Linked DNA regions of Mus musculus: region 2 is linked to region 1. A link is a contact called in public HiChIP or PLAC-seq data. All regions are on one chromosome and are shown on one strand. Each heading gives the region's core, a stretch centred on a gene start, on an enhancer-like site or on the middle of the called end of the contact. The rest is flanking DNA. Distances are from core to core; before and after follow the strand shown.

Region 1 (6,241 bases), core at 5-2,504:
AGTATTACTAAATTGCATAAGAATTCTGGGTTCTGCCTGATTCCAGACTCCCAGTTCTTCTCACTTCCCCATAATTTCCCATCTTTTCTGTACTACCTCAGTTCTGTTCCACCCCAGTTGGCTTTTCGGAAGCCTCTGACCTGTGGAAATTTGCTTTGTTCCCCTTCAGCTATCCTGACTGCAAAGGGGATGAGAGTCTTAGAAATTACAATAAAACACATATTGTTATTCTCTAGAATGGAAAGGTTTTTTTTTTTTTTGGCACTGGCTGGAGGGTTATTTCATTTCTATTATAAGATAAAATTTGAAGACAATTATAGTGCTCCTCTTTATAATTACTATGGACTTTCTGGAGTGTGCCATGGAGTAATGACATCCTGGGTTGGCTTACCGTGTGGAGAGATTGCCAAGAGACACTGAATCACCTTTGCTCCTTCTTCCCTTCTGAGTCAGTGTGTTTACATGTGTGCATATGTTTATATGTTTACCGGTATGTGTGGGTTCCTGTACCTGTGCACAGGGGCTGTGGAAGCCAAAGCCAGAAGGTGATATTTTTTTTTTTTGAGATAGAATCTTTCCCTGAACCTGAAAGTCACGGGTTTGTCCAGTGATGGCCAGTGAGCCCGAGGAATTCTCTCATCTCAGCCCCTCCCCACACACACGCTGTGATCACAGGGACACACCACCATGCCTAGCTTTCATGTGAGTGCTGGGACTGAATGCAGGTCCTCGTTGCTACATTTTACATCTTCTCCTCAGCCCAGTTCTTACCAATTTTTAACCAGGATTATTGCTCTCCGTGATCCTACTTAGATGGATTAACATCAATTGTAATTAATTTTTTATGAAATAAATGAAACTTACAACTTTTTTAAATCCAAACTCTTCATATAGTTCTAATTCATTCTTTAAATTCTTAATAATTTCTTCTTTCTCTTTCAGTTTTCTCCTCAAAACATTCAATTTGACATCATCTGCATCTTGCAGGGCAGCTTTTTCATCTTCTATTTCGAAGTATTTCTGGAGAGAAGAGAGAAACATCACAAATCTGGCAAGAAACTTGTTGAGAGCAGACCATGAAGGACCTTGAACCCATGATTTCCAGAGAAACCAGGAATGTTAAGCACACACGATTGTCTTCATCTAGAAAGTTAAGAATTGGTAATGATTAACTGTCTGGTGATCTATGATGTCTGTTGGGCCAGGCCATATCAAGCTCCTACAACCAGAACCAGAGGTGGCTAATAACCCACATGACCTCTATGGCATCTGTAAAACCGAAACCAGGCCAGACTCTCAGGCCCTTAAGCTAGTACAGGTAGCGTAGCTCTAGAACTCGTTGTCTTAGAAGAAACAACATGCACCCTGAGTTGAGTTTCAATGTAAATATGCTTCCTTATGCACTGGGGATTGTATTACACCAGAAAACTCTTTTTTTTTTCCCCCCAAATTGTACTGGGCTTAAATACACTGGAAATAAACTTCCTGTTGTTGGACTCCCTGAAGTCTGATTCAGGTCGAGAAAGTCAATGTGCACTGGGTTTTTATTCTCACCTCTTTGCTTCTCCGAATGACACATTCAAGGACCCCCTGGGAATATGTTCAATTTTATTCTTTTCCTTGTAAAACTATTTTATTTTTTGTAATTTGCCCAAATTTCTTGGCAAATCATTCTAAATTAAAATGCACAATAAAGCAATATAGTACCATGTTATCTGGTAAAATGCAAAGAGTGGCATGTTGTTCAAATTTTATCTGCCACACAAGTAATGGTGAAGAAGAGGAAGATGACTAAATAGGAGGTTTCCCACAGAATACAGGATTCCTCCAGGCATTCCTCCCACAGCCACAAGAATTTGGTAGCCATTTACCAACAAAAGGGCCTACCCAGCTAGAAGGTACATAACTCTTGTTGACCTCAGAAATGATGGTTTTGGGAGGGTAAGTCTGTACCGAGTGCTAGGCTCTACCATAACAGTTCTGATGACAGTCATAAATGGACTCTCTACACTGTGGACTTATCAATAAACATTTGGTCCCACCACAGATACCAGCTGCTAATGAATTCAAGAGGAGACATGCCCGCCTATAGTCTCTGGTATAGTCAGGTCCACAGGCCTATTATGGTAGCAGACTCTGAACTGGCCTTGAAACCCATCTAATGCAGATCTCAGCTGTGAGCAGTCTCACCTTCCCAGGAATTTAGCAGGAATCGCACTAGTCGATGCCCTTCAGTCAAGCCACTGTTCTCAGCCATATAGAAAACTCTGAGATTCCCTGGAACAACCCTGGCTGTCCTCTAGCAGTGACAATCCCCCAAGGGACCTGCAGGGAGGTTTGTGTCTCCATGCCTTCAGGGGAGGGTTTACTGATTCATGCCTCATTGTAGATGGTGTGTAGCACTGCCTTCTTACCCCAGCCCCAGTGTAACAGTAGCCATGTACATCCAGACACCCATTAGGAGACACTCACACAGGCCTCCTAAAGGGGCTTGTTCAATTTCCTATTCCAGGGAAGCCCTGAAACGCAGCTTCAGCCCCACAAAAGCCAGGATTCAGGGCAGCTCTGAATCCTCAGGAGTCTAGAAGGACACAGATTTGCCTGTAGTATTCAGTCAAAAATACTAAAAGTAACTATAGCTACAATAAGTAGTTAATGGATCAATGATAGTATAAAACATTAAACAGAGGAAAATATCAATGTGTACAGAGTTGTATGTCATTGAAATTAAGCTATATCCTTCTCTCCCTTCCTCCTTCCTTCCATTTCTTCCTCCTTCTCCTAGCTTTTGCTTTTTTCTTTCTTTTCTTGTGTGTGTATGTATTGTTGTTGTTGCTGCTGTTGCTGTTGTTGTTGATGGTGTTGTTGTTGCGACAGGGTTTTAAACTATAGCCCGGGCTGAATGGAAGTCACAAGGACTGACCACAAAGTCATAACAATTCTCCTGTTGCAGAATCCCAAATGCTGGGATTACAGGCATGTGTCACCATGGTTTGCCACGAATGGAGTTTTAATTTTTATATAGCTAGGCTCAGCATTTTTCAATTTTGCCTCCCTTTTATACATCAATTTCATGTTTAAATGATTTCTCCCCTTCTATTTCAGTTTTCATGGTTAAAAGCAATCTTAAGTATATATATTTTTATTTATTCTTCTCTCATATATTACATCCTGAATGCAGTTTTCTCTCTCTCCCTCCCTCCCTCCCTCCCTCCCTCCCTCCCTCCCTCCCTCCCTTCCTCCCTTCCACTCTACCTCTCTTCAAACCCCAACCATTCTTCCTCCATTTCTCTTCAGAAAAAAGCATCTCTCCCATGGATATCAATCAAACTTGGCATATCAAATTGCAGTAAGGTTAGGCACCACAAGGTGGTCTATTTAGACCACTACAGTACACAATGATAAAGAGAAACAAAACAAAGCATGCTATTACAAAGGATCCGAAAAAATTGTGGTAAGACAACAAGAAAGCAAGAAGGGAATAAAAGGAATACAAACCAGAATAATCAATAAAATGGCAATAGTAAGCTCTTGCCCTCCAGCAATTACTTTAAGGTGTAAATGAATTAAAATATTTCACCAAAGGTAAGTCAGTAACCGAATCACAGAGAAACAAGATCCAAGCTTGCTTTAAGGATACTCAGGAGTCAAAGGTTTAAAGGTAACACAAGATTTCCCCGCAATTTGTAGACCAAAGAGAATGAGGACAAATACACTAATTTCAGATAAAACAAACTTGGATTCAGTTGTTCTCACGAGAGAGAGAGGTCACTACATAATAATAAAAGAATCAATTTTTATAAAGAATGTAACAGTTGTAAACTTATAAACACTCAGCATTGAAAAATATAAAATAGATATTACCAATTTAAGACAGAAATAGCAATATGAAAAGTGTGTGGGGTTTTGGTAGCCCATTAATTTTTTTTTGTCAGTCCTTGGCATTGAACCTAGGACTTCACACATCCTAGGCAAGCATCCACTCCTGAACTACACCCTCGGCCAAATGTTCCACTTTCAATAACAGACAAAACATACAAGTTCAGTAAGAAAACTATAGACCCGAATGTGTCAGAAATAGAGAAGAGGCTCAATGTGGGAGGCTCCCAGGGAGGTGACGAATAACCTGAGGTGTGCAGAGGAGGGCAGACGACGGCAAACCGCTTGATAGTGTTAAAGAATGAAGTTTTGGCCAGGCGTGGTGGCACACACCTTTAATCCCAGCACTTGGGAGGCAGAGACAGGCAGATTGCTGAGTTCGAGGCCAGCCTGGTCTACAAAGTGAGTTCCAGGACAGCCAAGGATACACAGAGAAACCCTGTTCAAAAAACAAAAAACAAACAAACAAACAAACAAACAAACAAAAGAATGAAGTTTTGGAATGACAGAAGCAGGGAGGGGTACTGGGCTTCTATCTCGTGCCAGGGGCTCAGACAGTCCTACATGTATGAAACACTGCATAGACAATGGCAGACCTGGGATTAGTGACCCTATAGAATAAGAAGGCAAAAGAAACACAAAGCAAATCTATCAGAAAGCAGGGAGCTCAGCCCCACTGAGCCTCCTTGGGAAATGGAGGAATTCCCTTCCCCTTGACAAGACAAGGAAACACCTAGAAGTAGAGCTAATAGATTAAAGATGTAGGGAAATGTTCTAAAGTAAATTGTGCTGGCTTCACAGCAACCTCAACTTGTACACTTTCAATGGGTACATTTTATGCTATGCAAACTGCATTTCAATAGAGTTGCTAAGTGATTTCAATACAATATACCTATGCTTTCAATATACATGAATAGTAAGTTGAAAAATTTGACAGAAGAGATCACATCTTCTAAAGAAATAAACTATAACACTCAGGGAAAAAACTTGGCTGTATAAAGTATCTACAACTTCTATAAATAAAATAATAAAACCTTTTTGAAATATAGAAGACAGAACAGAATCAATAACTCAAGATTGAATTTTTATATGTAAACTATAATGGTTAAACCTCCACAATTCATGAATACATTTCTGAACCATGAAACTTCAATAAAAGTGAAAAACAGGAAGTTTGTTGATGATGGAATGACCACTCCCAAATTATTTTATTTTATTAGAAAGGATGAAAAAGCTATAAAAATCATAAAGAAGAAAAAAATAAAACAAACTTGCTAGATCACTTGCCTAGCTGTAAGGTCTTGGATTGCATCCCAGCACACACACACACACACACACACACACACACACACACACTCAAAGGCACATGCACACATACAGTATTAGTTTAAAAAGCACTATAATTCCAAAGGGTAAATAGACTGTTTCATTTGTTAGTTTGAGAAGACCTGTCTGGCCTAGAACTAGCTGTGTATACCTGTCTGGATTCAAATTCATAGAGATTGCAAACCTCTGCCTCTCAAGTCTGAGATCAAAGGCTGTGCTACCACACCAGACTAGTTTTTGTTGTTTAAATATAGTTTTCATATAGGGCCACAAAATATCTAGACTTGAAGGGAGTCTAAGTTATCAATGAAGGACATATCACAAGTCATGGCAAAAGGAAAATATCCAGTAAATGGCATTCTAATATGATGCTTATTAGTTTGAAAGCTGGCGATGGCATTCCCTTATCCCTCTGTTCTACAAGTTGTCTAAATACCTAAGTTCTTGTATTAAATTCCCATGTGAAAAACTGAGAGTGGTTTCATTTTTTTACCAGAACTACAGCAAAATAATACCTTCCTGAAAGAAAAATATAAGTATGATATGAATGTTTAAAGTTTTCTTTTTGCCAATAAAACAACATAATATCTCACACAAATTAAAAGTTAAGTTTAGAACCATGAGCTGGGAGAAGTAACGACACCCTTAACTGGTCTCTAGGGGGCAGCAAAGAGCTGGTTACTCTTGTAGGTGGTTAAAATGTCAAGGCTCACCTGTTTCCATATGACTAAGCCTGAGCAAAGTAGGTGGCCAGGAATAACAAGGCTTGTGAGGTCATGAGTCAAATCAAAGCTAACAAGCCCAAGAGAAGATTCAAATAATGACTTTATCTTAACCTAATATAAAGAAATGTTTTCATCTGATAAAGCACCTAACCACAACTAATGTGGTTTAGTTAAATATGGTGAACTAGCACATGTTTATGAAAAGTTGGTAACAGGCAGAATTTAGCTACTTCCTTTTTCCACTCCCAGAAATAGAAATTGTACTTATGAAAAGCAATGGTCATTATTCTGTCGTATTTTTGAACATTTGA
Region 2 (7,118 bases), core at 3,414-5,913, 190 kb after region 1:
CAGCAGAATGTCGGGTCCTGTTTGTGTAGCCAGTCTGTTAGTCTATGTCTTTTTATTGGGGAATTGAGTCCATTGATATTAAGAGATATTAAGGAAAAGTAATTGTTGCTTCCTTTTATTTTTGTTGTTAGAGTTGGCATTCTGTTCTTGTGGCTGTCTTCTTTTTGGTTTGTTGAGGGATTACTTTCTTGCTTTTTCTAGGGCGTGATTTCCGTCCTTGTATTGCTTCTTTTCTGTTATTATCCTTTGAAGGGCTGGATTCGTGGAAAGATAATGTGTGAATTTGGTTTTGTCGTGGAATACTTTGATTTCTCCATCTATAGTATTTGAGAATTTGGCCGGGTATAGTAGCCTGGGCTGGCATTTGTGTTCTCTTAGTGTGTGTATAACATCTGTCCAGGCTCTTCTGGCTTTCATAGTCTCTGGTGAAAAATCTGGTGTAATTCTGATAGGCCTTCCTTTATATGTTACTTGACCTTTCTCCCTTACTGCTTTTAATATTCTATCTTTATTTAGTGCATTTGTTGTTCTGATTATTATGTGTCGGGAGGAATTTCTTTTCTGGTCCAGTCTATTTGGAGTTCTGTAGGCTTCTTGTATGATCATGGGCATCTCTTTCTTTATGTTTGGGAAGTTTTCTTCTATTATTTTGTTGAAGATATTAGCTGGCCCTTTAAGTTGAAAATCTTCATTCTAATCAATTCTTATTATCCGTAGGTTTGGTCTTCTCATTGTGTCCTGGATTTCCTGGATGTTTTGAGTTAGGATCCTTTTGCATTTTGTATTTTCTTTGACTGTTGTGTCGATGTTCTCTATGAAATCTTCTGCACCTGAGATTCTCTCTTCCATTTCTTGTATTCTGTTGCTGATGCTCGCATCTATGGTTCCAGATCTCTTTCCTAGGGCTTCTATCTCCAGCGTTGCCTTGCTTTGGGTTTTCTTTATTGTGTCTACTTCCCTTTTTAGTTCTAGTATGGTTTTGTTCATTTCCATCACCTGTTTGGATGTGTTTTCCTGTTTTTCTTTAAGGACTTCTACCTGTTTGGTTGTGTTTTCCTGCTTTTCTTTAAGGGCCTGTAACTCTTTAGCAGTGCTCTCCTTTAATTCTTTAAGTGACTTATGAAAGTCCTTCTTGATGTCCTCTATCATCATCATGAGAAATGTTTTTAAATCTGGGTCTAGATTTTCCATTGTGTTGGGGTGCCCAGGACTAGGTGGGGTGGGAGTGCTGCGTTCTGATGATGGTGAGTGGTCTTGATTTCTGTTTGTAGGATTCTTACGTTTGCCTTTCGCCATCTGGTAATCTCTGAAGCTAGCTGTTATAGTTGTCTCTGTTAAGAGCTTGTTCTTCAGGTGACTCTGTTAGCCTCTATAAGCAGACCTGGGAGGGTAGCTCTCTCCTTAGTTTCAGTGGGCAGAGTATTCTCTGCAGGCAAGCTCTCTTCTTGCAGGGAAGGTACCCAGATATCTGGTGTTCGAACCGGCCTCCTGGCAGACGCTGTGTTCCACTCACCAGAGGTCTTAGGATCCCGTGGGGGCCCTTGCGGGTGTCGGGCGACTCCGCTGGCAAGGTACCCCGGGGCTCGAGTGGAGTGGAAGGGGCTTGTGCCCCAGGTCAGGCCCGGGTAGTCTGCTTCCCTATTTCCCGCAGTCTCAGGTTCCTCGCGATTGGATTGGGGCAGGCGCTGAGTTCCACTCACCAGAGGTCTTAGGATCCCGTGGGGAATCCTGTGTGGGCCCTTGCAGGTGTCGGGCGACTCCCCTGGCAAGGTACCCTGGGGCTCGAGTGGAGCGGAAGGGGCTTGTGCCCCAGGTCAGGCCTGGGTAGTCTGCTTCCCTATTTTCTAGGTCAATCTTATTGAGGCACTCTCTCAGTTAAAACTCCTTCCAAAATAACTCTGGCTTGTGTCAAGCTAACAAAAACAACAACAGCAACAACAACAACAAAAAACAAAATAGAAAAACAAAACAAAACACAAAAAACAGAAAAACCTAACCAACAAACAAAAACAAAAACAACAAAAACCCAACAAAACAAAACAAAACAAAACAAAAACAAAAAACCCTAACTAGCCAGGTACCAGGTATCTCAGTTACTTGTCTTATTGCTGTGACCAAATATGTAGTGGGAAGCAACTGGGGCGGGGGGTACACTTAATTTGGTTCACAGTTTGAGGTGATATAGTCCACCATTGGCAGGGAAGACATGACAGCAGAAACTTGAGGCAACGGGTCACACTGTATCTTCAGTCAGACAGCAGAGCACGAGGAAAGCTGGTGCTTGGTTCCCTCTCTCTTATCTATTCACCCCAGGACCTCAGCCCATGGGCTGGTGCCACCCACATTTAGGGTGGGTCTTCCCTAATTAATCCAATCTAGAAACTCCCTCACAGACATGCTCAGAGGTTTGTTTCTATGATGAATATAAATCCCATTGCATTGAAAATCCAGATTAACCACCTCATTAGGCTATGCTGTTATGGCAATAACAACACAGATGAGGACAAAGGCAGAAGGGCAGACACCTATCACTGCATTCTGTAGAATCTCTGACATTTCTCACAGTGCCCAGGGTGTCCCAGGGCCCACAGCCAAGTCCAGTGAAAACACCATGCTTTTCCCATGGTTGAACTGACTAGCAGAATTGAGACATTACCATGTTTCCTAGAATTGAATTTGTAATTTCTGTAACTCCATAATCCATCAATGAATGAATAATTCATTTAAAAACACTTAGAGTCTACTAAGTGACTGGGTTAAAGAGGCAATTAAGAAGTTGTTCCTGGGCCCATCACAATGGCTCAGTGAGTATAGGCAATTTTGCCTACCCTGATGACCTAATCTTGATCTCTGGGACCCAGATGTTGGAAGAAAACAGCCTACTTCTACCACTTGCTCTCTGACTTCCAGACACACACTATGGCACCAGTATGTATGAAATCTGCACACATAAAGATAAATGTGAAAAAAAAACACCTTGATTTATTAATTGGTTCCTGCCAGGCACGGCAAAGGCATTTTCATTGTCTGAATAACTTAGATGTTATATATCACAATTGACACCTGGAGTATGGCTGCTCTGTCACCTACTACTGGACCAGGGATGTCCTGCCAGAAGTAGATACCATTGAAGGATATTGATGAATTCAGTACCAGGCAACAAACACATCAACTTAGGAAGACTTAAAGTCTCCATTCTGGAATCAGTGTGTAACTAAAGGAACCTACCACCCTAGTGATTAACACCAATCTTTGACTGATTCATTGGAGTCTTGGTAAGTAGAAGAATTCAAACAGTGTACTGAAGTGAAGAAGGGTGTCTTTAGGTCGGAAGCATAGCCAACAGGAGGCTCTCCAACTGTCTCCAGAAAATGGTGTGTTCTTGAGCTTCAGTCAGTAAATTCTCGGTTACTTATACTTTGAAAATTCTGCCTTTTGACATGAAAGGAAATTCAATTTAACATGCATCCATTGAGTATATTTTTGGGAGCTAATTTGCTAACATGCTGTATTTACAATAATGAAAACAACATTTCTAGCTTACGTTGCTCTTAGTGAACACGAACTGTTCAATAGTTATGTGCAATGCAGAGAGAGTGGATCTGTTTAATGCATGCCAAGGTTATATCTCTGTGATCTTATTGCCACCAAGTCACTGGCTATGCTGGGTAAATGCAAGGCTCAGTCAGACCTATTCTAGATCTACCCAGAAATTTGCCATTCTGTAATTTTATTTGCATTCTACACCTCCAGATCCCGCTCATAATCACAAAAGCCTGTCAGGCAGCTGACAGAACAGTGATCCATCTCCAAAATACCTCTGTCCTAGGAAGCCCCGCCCCCAGCTCGGCTTGCGGGCTTCTCGTTGCCAACATTCAAATCTCCTTAAAGCATTCTCATTCTTTGATCTCATTTTTCACCTGTCAAGATCATTTACACAAGTTCCGCTATTCTTAAACTTCTGTGGATTCCAGCAAGATGTAGCTAAAATAAAAAGTAGAAATAGCTCCCACAGGGGTTGCAACCTGGGCAATCTAAACTTATGACTGCAAACTGTACAAAGCGAGTCAGGACTCTGGAGGGCCTGAAGGTGGCAGTAGAGGACAAGCTTGTTCTCTGGTTTTGATGTTGGGAACAGCTGCCATAAGTCAATTGCTCCGGAATACAAGTTCTGTTTGTTGCATTTCCTGTTCTCTAGGTCCCTTTCCGATTCCGCCTTTGATGTTTTCCCTCTCTAATTCTCTCATCATCTAAATTGCTCTTGAGCGTTCTAGGCAGATGCCATTTCTAGTTTGCCTCCCTCCTCCCCCAAGAAATAAAAACCATGCCACCATATGACCTTTCACCTACTTAAACTTTTCTTAAATAAATAGGATCAGCAAACAAATGCATTAAAGTTCACCCTTGGTCAATTTTAAAACGAAATTCACAGAAGTTGATAAGCAAAATTAGCAAAGATGTGATCTTAGGCAATTGACAACAGACTTTTTAGCAAATGGCTATTTTAAAAATATCTTAATAACAGGGGCTTCCCAATCATCTGATTTTTTAAAATTAAGTTTTCTTGGCACACAGCCCATTGGTTTGAATCTTTTTGGACTTTAGTGGCCATCTTGAGTGCCCGGGTGGCTGACTCACGTGTGCCGATATTCTGCAGTATTGAGTAATAGAAAACCGTCAGTGGCTTTCTCCTAAGGGTCATTGCTCACTCATAACATGGTTTTTAGGAGTCAGTTCTGACAAGCGGGTCTTTCTCTGGAATGTTGTTGGTTTAGGGAAGAGGTATCAGAGAAAATGGAACCATGGTGGTAGCTTCTAAAACTCTCATTTGGAGTTAGAAAGATCACTCTGTGGTTAGGAATCCTGGCTGCTCTTCCACAGGACCAAGGTGTCATTCCCAGTATCCACATGATAGTTCACAACCGCTACAACATCAGCTCCAGGGGATCTGACACCCTCTTCTGACATCCTCGGGTACTGTACATGATGCATGATACATGTGGGCAAACACCCATGTACATACACATAAATAATTAAAGAGGAGAACTCATTCTAAGTAGCACATGCCCTTCCAGTCATGGTTCACTGGACAAGCAAGCCTCAGGGACAGTGCCAGGGAAGGAAGAGTTTGCTTCCTGTGGGATTTCTGGGAGGGTTGCGCTTCACTAGAATGGCATGGAAAAGCAAACAAACTAAAAAAGAAATGCGTTACATTGCTCTGCCTATGTGGTTCTTTTGTTTACAATCTGGCAGAATGACTAATTTTCCTCTTCTCTCATCAGTTTGTTGAACCATATGAGTCCTAACCATGAGTCCAGCTTGGGAATTCTGAAGATGAAAAGGATCCTAGAGAGAAAACATCTCTTCATCTCCCCTGTCCTACACACAGCCTCCGGCTCACTAACTACCTTGAAGGTCTCGGGATCAGTCTCACCTGTTGCTGTATCCTTGATTTCACGCACTAGGGTCCAGAGGGGAGACTCAAGCCCTGGTGGCTTCCTGGCAGGTGCTTTCAAAGTCGCTAGTGTTTGAGAGAAGAGCAAGTGAAGTTCCAGTAGGAGTCTCAATGGATCCTGCAGTGCTGGGAGGAGTCCTGAAGTTTTGATGATCCTTCAGATTGGCTGCCAGGGAGGCTGGGTGAGGAGACAGGCAGTTGAAGTGCCAAGCCAATGTTGGGGCTAAGGATAGAAAGGGTTACACCATGAAGCATTAAGCAAGATGGTTCCTACAGCTACAGATGGTCACTGGAGGAGTCAGTTCAGGGCTGTCAGGACTATCAATTTACAGAGTGGTTCTGCAGGGACTGGGTTGGGGATCTGGGCTGAGTACCCCATTATCTACAATGCTTTTCCTAATTCATGTATCCATGCAAGACTCAGGTCACCCAGATATATTCATCTGCACTCAGCTATAGACCATTCCTTTCCTTTCTCAGTCTCATGCTGGTCTCTGGTCATCATTCTCTACCAGTCTTGCTCTTGTCTTGGGTTTTACCTCCAGCAAGTCTTTGACAGCACTGAAGCCTCAAAGGCTGCCTCCCTCTGCTGTTTATGATCCAGTATGCACACATCAACTGCAATATCCTCCTCCTCCTCAGCCAAGCTCACTTATTAAAAGGTCCAACTCATCTTCCACGGTAGCCAGAAATGGCTGGAGACAGCTATGCTTGTTAAATCTCTGGATCTGGGTAAAGTCTTAGAACTTAGGCCTTCACCATAACCATTTGCTCTACTTACTTCCCAGCTCAGTGGAAACTTCTTCCATACCACTTCCTTTCCCATCCACTGCCTCCTCTTGCTTTCTGCATTGCACGTTACTGAGGAGAGGGAGGGCCACAGAAAACTTTGTCTATTTTCCCCTCTCACCAGTGTCTCTGGTGCCTGTTAGCCTTGTTCTTTCTCTGTTGTTTTACTTGAAAATTTTCATTGTAATGCATCCATTGGTAATTTTATACATAGGTAAAATGAATTCTGATCACACTGCCACTCCCCTCACCTCCTTACCTCCTTCTCACCCCTAAAACTAACCTCCCAACAAGTCTCTGTTCTCCGTCATGTCTTTTGTTTTATTTTTAACGGAACACATTGGTCATGACTGGGTGTGGATATGGAGCTATCAATCCACTGGAGAAGTCACTAAAGGCTACTTCAATGAAGATAATGAAGATAACTCTCCTTCCTAACCGACTGACAGACTCCACCCCCTTATCTATCTGCTCCTTTATGCATCACGATTATTCTCATTCTGTTAAAGCTACCAGGACACAAACTTTCTTTCCTTCTTCCAAATGTGCTCTTGGTCCCCACGCCCCTACCAGTTCACCAAGGCCTGATTCCCATGGGCAGTTTCTCTCCTACTCACCCTGTTTGCATTAGCCTAATATTCCCACAGCACTGGACACAGATGGCTATGCGTAGTTCTCTTCAGGTCTCCACAGACTTCTGATTTTCTTTCTTATTGACTGGTTCCTTTTTGTTCTCTTTTGTCCTTGCTCATCCTTGACATGGCTGAATGTGGTAGTGTGCCAGTGACTGTCCATCAGACATTTTCTCTTCTTTCTCTCTGCTCCCTCCTGGGGAGTATCTCCAGATGGTTTTAATTATCATCTACATCTTCCC

Evidence for each region. HiChIP or PLAC-seq counts read pairs in DNA pulled down with a chosen protein or histone mark.
Region 2: an H3K27ac HiChIP or PLAC-seq map of hepatocytes shows a contact between it and region 1, with 7 times the contacts expected there. The contact joins two enhancer-like sites. A contact is called at or near these places in 3 of 39 promoter capture datasets (the C10 cell line, embryonic stem cells and hippocampal neurons), 4 of 15 datasets of contacts at CTCF or cohesin (hippocampal excitatory neurons, large pre-B cells, liver and 1 more), 143 of 484 Hi-C or Micro-C datasets (the AML12 cell line, the AtT-20 cell line, B cells and 83 more) and 13 of 115 datasets of contacts at active chromatin or transcription factors (Th17 cells, astrocytes, bone marrow-derived dendritic cells and 9 more).

The regions. Positions count from the first base shown.
Region 1 is chr2:19,523,102-19,529,342 of GRCm38.p6, forward strand. It overlaps 4921504E06Rik (RIKEN cDNA 4921504E06 gene), which reads right to left. Exons shown (of 17, transcript NM_027600.4): 5 at 865-1,020. Among named protein-coding and RNA genes, the nearest start is that of 4921504E06Rik, 28 kb to the right of the region's middle. Within about 2 kb of position 1,255, at least 1 of the 459 cell types and tissues checked has an H3K27ac peak or open chromatin away from gene starts, as enhancers often do. A contact at or near this core is called in hepatocytes, where this site is marked.
Region 2 is chr2:19,711,943-19,719,060 of GRCm38.p6, forward strand. No RefSeq gene overlaps it. Among named protein-coding and RNA genes, the nearest start is that of Gm24670, 24 kb to the left of the region's middle. Within about 2 kb of position 4,664, at least 28 of the 459 cell types and tissues checked have an H3K27ac peak or open chromatin away from gene starts, as enhancers often do. A contact at or near this core is called in hepatocytes, where this site is marked.